Linked DNA regions of Mus musculus: region 1 is linked to region 2. The links are chromatin contacts, called in public Hi-C maps. All regions are on one chromosome and are shown on one strand. The core of a region is the stretch at or near the end of the contact, and the rest is flanking DNA. Distances in the headings are between cores, read along the strand shown. Region 1 holds the start of Foxg1 (forkhead box G1). Region 2 holds the start of Twist1 (twist basic helix-loop-helix transcription factor 1).

Region 1 (3,574 bases), core at 589-3,088, about 15 Mb before region 2:
CCTTTGGCTCCAAGTGCGTCAGCCTTGGCCCCGTCCAGGGCGGTGGAGGGCGGGAGCAGGAGCGGCTGGGGACCCTTGTCGTCGTCGGCTGCTGGGGCGCCGCGCGCCTGCGGGGGCTGCGGGGCCGGGGGCGGCTGCTGCTGCTGCTGCTGGGGCGGCGGTGGAGGCGGCTGGGGCGCGGGCGGCGGCGGGTGGTGGTGGTGGTGATGATGATGGTGATGCTGGGGGTGGTGGCTGTTGTGGTGGCCGTGGCTCGCGTGGTGGTTGTCGTTCTGGACGGCCTCGGGGACCAGGCTGTTGATGCTGAACGAGGACTTGGGAATCATTTTCACCTCTTTCCTATCTCCCATGTCCAGCATCACCCAGGCGTCGGGGGGCGGCGGCGGCGGCGGCGGCGGCACGGGAGCCGGGCAGCAGCGCGGCGGGCGACCAGCGGGTTCGGAGTGGGGCGCGGGGGGAGCGGGCAGCGGAGGCGGCACTGAGCGCTCCGGCAGCAGCGCAGTTGGACCGCAGGCTCCGGCGCTGGCAAGGCATGTAGCAAAAGCTGCAACCACCCCTCAAGAATTAGAGAGAGAAAGAGAGAGGGAGAGAGAGAGAGAGAGGGAGAGGAGATAGAGAGAGAGAGAGAGAGAGAGAGAGAGAGAGAGAGAGAGAGAGAGAGAGAGAGAGAGGGAGGCTAGAGGCAGAAGCAACCCGTCGCCCGGGGTGCAGCGCCCCGCTCCGTTCCGCGCCCGGCCTCCCCCTCCCCCGCTGCCTCCTCCTCCTCGCGCCGCAGCAGTCACAGCAGCAGCAGCGGCAGCCCGAAGGGGGGGAGAGCCGGGCGGCGGGCGGGCGCGTCCCGGAGCGGCCGCAGCGAGGCTAGGAGACAGCGATCGAGGCAGCTATAGCCACAATTAATTTTCCGAGCTACAGGCGCACACTAGGGCTGTAAAAAAATTTTTGGTTTAACCTTTCCTACTGCCGAACCAATCAGTGCCGCCGGCGTGCAGGAGCGTCTGGCTAGCCGTCGACCAATCGGGGGCCCAGGGCCCGCCCATCCCCGCCCCGCCCCGGCCCCGCCCCCCGCTCACCGCCCCCTCCGGGTGGCGGGGCCCAGGCCTGGAGCCGCGGGGACCGGCGGGAGATCGCCCACCCGGCCAGGATTAGCGTGGGGCGTGCGCCCCGGGCCGCGGCCGCTCGACTGTGGCCTCCTCCCTGTATGGGATTATTTTCCTTTGCGCGTCAATATTTATCCTTATTGATTAAAGTTTGTATCCAATTTTGTCTGGAAGAGCGGGGCGGGGGGCGCGGCGGAGGGGCGAGCTGCGAGGGTGCGGGAGAGGGCGTGAACCCTGGGGACGCGGCGGCCCCGGCAGCGCCCTGGGAGCGAGCGGGCCAGCAAGCTCCGGAGAGCCGGGCATCGGGGGAACGGGGCCTGGAAGGTGGGGCGGGGGCGGCCACGGCCAGGCCGGTACTTACAGCTTCCTGCGGCCCGCGGCGAGCTCGGCTGTGAAGCTGGGCTGAGGGCGGCGAGCGGGGGCGGCTGAGCGGTGGGTGCGTTCTGTGGAGGCCTTCCACGCACGCGGGCGGGCGGGCGGAGAGCTGCCCCGGGCGAGCACAGACCCAAACAGTCCCGAAATAAAGCAGGTAACACGTGTGTTCTCCCTCCGTCTCGCTTCACTCCCAGAGTCGCGCTCACGCGCGGGTGACCCGGTGGCAGTTGTCTCCTCGGGCACTCCACCTCCTCTTCAGCTTCTAGGCAGTACTGGAAGCCGGTAGCCGCGATCGATCATCCTGGAAATATTTTCATTTTGCTTGACATTGAAGAAAATATGAGTGGGCGTCTACTTCCGTTTTTTTTTTTTTTAAATCCTATGTTTGCTCCTTTTTCCCATTTCACAAATACTTTATCTCTTTAAAACCTCAATCTTGAAACACCAGTAGGGCGAAATCAGCTCTTACCCTTCTTGGATGCTGCTGGAATGCTCTGGGGAGCCCAAGGAAGGTGGATTTGACAGTCCTAGCTTCTGGGGTTTGGGGGATGGTTTGGTGGGGAGGTTGAAACGAGTGGGTAGCTTGTAATTCAAGGCCTTTAAAAAGATCGCGGCCAGGGCCAGGGCCAAGGCCCAGCATTTCCCAGGGATTGGAATTTAGTGCGGAGCACACAGATCACAAATCCTCACTGGCTCAAAGCGCGCCACGTTGTAAGCAGAGGCCGTAGCCAGAGAGGAGAGGGAGGTGGAGACACATAGGTCACGAGTATCTTTCCCCTCCTCTTTAAGGTAAAATACTCTACCCATGCCAGCATTCATTTTGATGAGCTCTTAGCTAAATGATCTCTCAGTCTTGATATAAAAAAAAAAAAGGAAGGAGAAAAAACAGGGCCTATGTGTGGTACTAAAATCTACCAGAAACATGCAATACTCAAAATAATAGGGAGTTATTCTGATGTTCTCACCCCCCAAATTTGAAATGGGGCGCAGAAAGAGGGGAGGGAAAGAGAGGGAAACGCTAGCGAAAATTATCCACAATTACAAATAGCTAGCAAATTTTATATCTATTGGAGTGTTGTAAGAGATCTTTGATTATTTGTCCCCAAATATCCTTCCACTGCTTGGATCTCTTCCTACATATCCGCTGACTTTAAAACAAGCTATGCATGACGGAAAAGGCCAGGGTTCTAGCAATCAGCTTTGCAAAACACATTGGTGCCAAAGGTTGATTTCTAGGCTTGGGGTTTCTCACGGAGCCTGGCGACGTGATGAGCTTTGCCAACCTAGCTAGAGAGATCTGTGAGCCTGGGTTGTCTTGTTCATTTCCCTTCCCACTCTTTTCTCCTCCTCAGGCCCATTTTCCCTGGTGGTTCCTCAATGCGCTTGCCTTCCTTCCTCCTCCCCTCTCCCTTCTTCCCCTTTCACTAACCCACCCCTTCTCCCTCCCTCCTTTCCTCTCCCCTTCACTCCTCCACCTACTCCTCCCCATCCCCCAGCCCCCCTTCTCACCACCGCTTATAATGGCTCCCGGGGCTCCCTCAGAGGTGGACGGCCCGGTACGTTTTCGTAGTCGGTCTAGCGTGAAATGATTCGGTGTAACCGGATTCTTGGGAAAGGACAGGTTACGTAAACATTTACTGATGTGGAGTAACTATACTATTTGTACTCTGATATGCAGGAAGGAAAGTGTTGATTAACACAGAAGAAAAAAAAGCGAAATTAGCTGATTGCATGCTCATAAGTGCAAGCTGTCATTGAACTGCTTTTAAAATAGACACAGCTGGGTGTTTGTGTTGAAAAATTTCTTGTGTTTTTGCTAATACTGAAATAAGCATGATTTTGTATACCAAACATTTTCAGATCATTAAAATTTGTAATCTGTGCTGGTTTTAAACACAAAGAAAAGAAACAGAATCATTTCGATGTAAAATTTGCTGATATTATATTAACTCAATCAGGTCTGTACAAATTGTGCATTGTGTCTCCTAAAATCTGTTTGATCAATTTAATACACAAAGTGCCAAACGTGGGTATTGTTTGTTAACATTGGACATTTTATTCAAATCTGAGCTCAGCAGTGAACTGGAGGAGTTGTTCCTTGA
Region 2 (3,513 bases), core at 821-3,320:
AGACACCGGATCTATTTGCATTTTACCATGGGTCATCAATAAATAAATAGAATGTTGTCTTTTGTAATTTATGTTTTTCTTTTCCTTCAGAGGAAGTATGGTTTTTAAGGAATTCACTGACTATGATTTTGCAGGCCAGTTTGATCCCAGCGTTTTTATTTCTAAAGGTGTTAAAATTCCTCTGATTGTTACCATTTTAAAATGGAGCCAGTCCACAGGGATGCCTTTCCTGTCAGTGGCTGATTGGCAAGACCTCTTGAGAATGCATGCATGAAAAATAAAAATAAAACATTCTTCGTCAAAAAGTGGGGTGGGGGGACACAAACGAGTGTTCAGACTTCTATCAGAATGCAGAGGTGTGGGGGGTCTGCTGCTGCCCCTCTGGGAATCTCTGTCCACGGGCCTGTCTCGCTTTCTCTTTTAAAAGTGTGCCCCACGCCCTGATTCTTGTGAATTTGGTCTCTGCTCTTCTAATTTCCATGAAAATCTTTGTCATATAGATTTATTTTTAGTTATCCAGCTCCAGAGTCTCTAGACTGTCCATTTTCTCCTTCTCTGGAAACAATGACATCTGCAAAAACCCAGAGGGGAAAGTCGGTTATTGAGGATGTCTCTGTGGCTGTTTTCTATGACCGCTAAGCCCTGTTATCACTACCAGCGAGAATTTTCGCTGAACAACCTGGAAGGATTTCAGCCCAAGGGCAAGAGGAAGTGGGTGGGCGGAAAGGAGGGGGTGGAATTTGGAAACAGTTGTTTTAAGAAGGGAATTTTAAAGAAGAAAGAAAGGGGTTTGGGGGATGGCGTTTTGGGCACAAGGCCCCTATGCTTGACTTTCTCAATCTTCTGTCATGCACACCCCCGCACGCGCACACACACATACACCTCTCCTGGGCACACTGGTTCTCCCCGACCCTAGGACCTGTTTCCCCTGTGGGGACTGAACTGCTTGCCAGGGATGCGGGTGGAATGAGGTGGCGGTGCCTGGCTAGGTGGAGGGCAGCGAGGAGAGTGGAGGGGGATGGGGGGGGGATACCCAGCACGGTGGCGAGGTGAACAGGGGACCCGCGGCCTGGCCCGATCGATCCCTGGAGCCGGTCCTTACCTAGGTCTCCGGCCTGCAGAGGGGGTGGGGAGCTCCGCTGCTAGTGGGACGCGGACATGGACCAGGCCCCCTCCATCCTCCAGACGGAGAAGGCGTAGCTGAGCCGCTCGTGGGCCACATAGCTGCAGCTTGCCATCTTGGAGTCCAGCTCGTCGCTCTGCAGGACCTGGTACAGGAAGTCGATGTACCTGGCCGCCAGTTTGAGGGTCTGAATCTTGCTCAGCTTGTCCGAGGGCAGCGTGGGGATGATCTTGCGCAGGGCGGCGAACGCCTCGTTCAGCGACTGCGTGCGCTGGCGCTCCCGCACGTTAGCCATGACCCGCTGGGTCTGCAGCTCCTCGTACGACTGCGGGCTCCCGCCCCCGCTGCTGCTGCCGCCGCCGCCGCCACCACCTCCGCCCGCGCCGCCGCCGCCGCCTCCGCCCGCAGATTTCTTGCCGCGCTTGCCCTGGGCCGGGCTGCCTGGCTCGTCGCCGCCTCCGATGCCCCCGCCCGTGGCCCCGCCGGGCCCCGCGCTGCCGCCCGCGCTGCGCCGACTGCTGCGTCTCTTGCGAGCCCCGCGCTTGCCGCTCGCCGGCTGCTGCCGGTCCGGCTCCTCCTCGCTGTTGCTCAGGCTGTCGTCGGCCGGAGAGACTGGCGAGCTGGACACGTCCTGCATCATCTCGCGGGCGGCGACGTGCGGCCTCGCGGAGCCGGGACGGGGGAGGGTAGAGCAGAGGAGCGGGGCGCCCTAGCCCGCCAGCTTCCCCGCGCTCGGCGCCGGCCCGGGCGGTGCGGCCCGGAGGACGCAGGGAGGCGGGATGGGGGTGGGGGGACCTCCGCGGGGAGGGCGCTGGAGGCGGGGAGGGAGGCGGGCGGGGGAGGGGACGGTGTGGAGGGCCCCGAGGTCCAAAAAGAAGGCGCCCGACGGCCGCAAGCGCGCCCCGTTCCGGCCTGGCGCAGCCGGTGCCGGTGCTGGCGAGCCCGCGAGGTGTCTGAGAGTTGGGCGCGGGCTGTGGACTTGGCGGCTCTTATACCTCCGTGCGGGCGGAAAGTTTGGGGGCAGCGGTGTCATTGGCCTGACGTGGGGAGGAGGGACTTTTCGAAGTTTTATAGGAAAGTTTCCTCTTTCCAGCCCCCCTCCCTCGCCCCCTCCCCCCTTGCTCGGGGTCTAACAATTCGTCCTGCGAACCATTCAAAACCGACCTGGCCCGAGCGGCCAGCCCCTGCGCCCGCCTCTCCCCTCCCTCTCCCCCCCCCAGCTCTCCCCCTCCGCTTCGGGGAGGACGCGGGGCGATTTCCTTCCGCGCCAGAGCGCGCCCAGCGCCCCCGCACCCGAGCACAGCACCGCAAACAGGGGACTGTCTGGGTCGCTGTTGCAGTCTCCCCCTCCCCAAGTGGCTGTGACAGCAGTAGTGGCAAGCGGCTTCGACGCTCTGGGTGATGTCCCATCCCGCCTGGGATCCCTCGGAGTTCTCCGGGCCCTTTGGGGGTGGCTCGGGCCCGGGCTGCGAGGCAAGAAAAGTTTCAACAACCGAGTCCATCTAACGGTCAGGTAGAGGAAACCTCTAGTCGGAAACCTCTAGTCCCAAGGGATTCCCCGCGGCTGCCTGGCCCTGTGGTCGAGGGCGGTTCTCAAGACGTGGCCACATCGTGGGCGCTATGGATCTGCGCCCTGGCCTGCCGTGTCACCCCTCCCGGAGAAACGTCTGGGCTCTCCTTTCCTGCTACGGTGACCCAATCTAAAGTTTCCCTGCTCTCAGAGGACTGTGCTTCCAAAGGTGCTGGACCTAGGCTGGAGTTCATTCTTTTACAGAGAAAAGCCTTGTTCTTTTGAAGGGAGCAAAGCTAGGGAAAGATAGAGCAGCCTTGGTGCTCCACGCTGCCAGCCCTAGGTGGAGGAGAACCTTGAGAACATTTCATGTCCGCTAACTCCAAATTAAGCCCTGCATGCTAACCTTGGGTAGTCCATACATTTAAGGTGGGGGATCAATATTCTCGTCTTCCTAGGAGATCTTGTGAGTAGTTATGCTCCCGGTGCCTCAAATGCACTCAGCCATGTTGGTTGATTGCAAGCGGTTTTTTTTGTTTTTTTTTTTTTGTTTTGTTTTTTTTTTTTTTTTTTTTTTTACCAAATACCTTGAAACCCCAAAAAGGATTCTGGAAAAGTGGAAGCAGAGAGGTTAATGAGCAAGAAGGAGAGTGGCTATGGAAGCCAGTGATTGCAGGGCTCTTTACATTTTTTAAATATGTTTTATTTATTTATTTCTGTTTTTTAAGTAGGATGGGGATTTAGGGAGCCGGTACAAGGTGATCTCTTACTCAGAAAGGCAATTCTGGGTCCGGAGGAAGTAGCCAGAGTTTCAGGGGCAGAGTTTGCGGGCGTGGAGGTGAGCGTCTCGAACTCCTGCCCTGTTCCCAAGCTGAGGACC

What was found. A called contact is a pair of places that touch in the nucleus more often than the background predicts.
Region 1: a Hi-C map of cerebellum shows a contact between it and region 2, with 6 times the contacts expected there. The contact joins the promoter of Foxg1 here to the promoter of Twist1 in region 2. A contact is called at or near these places in 1 of 39 promoter capture datasets (cranial neural crest) and 4 of 484 Hi-C or Micro-C datasets (cerebellar granule neurons, cerebellum and embryonic stem cells).

What each region holds. Positions count from the first base shown.
Region 1 is chr12:49,381,271-49,384,844 of GRCm38.p6, reverse strand. Foxg1 (forkhead box G1) reads right to left here and starts at 1,838. Exons shown (of 2, transcript NM_008241.2): 1 at 1,459-1,838; 2 at 1-544. The coding sequence starts at 359. Gm34304 (predicted gene, 34304) reads left to right here and starts at 3,017. Exons shown (of 2, transcript NR_168648.1): 1 at 3,017-3,028.
Region 2 is chr12:33,956,228-33,959,740 of GRCm38.p6, reverse strand. It overlaps Twist1 (twist basic helix-loop-helix transcription factor 1), which reads right to left and starts at 2,070. Exons shown (of 2, transcript NM_011658.2): 1 at 1,103-2,070; 2 at 1-571. The coding sequence starts at 1,763. The coding sequence ends at 1,143.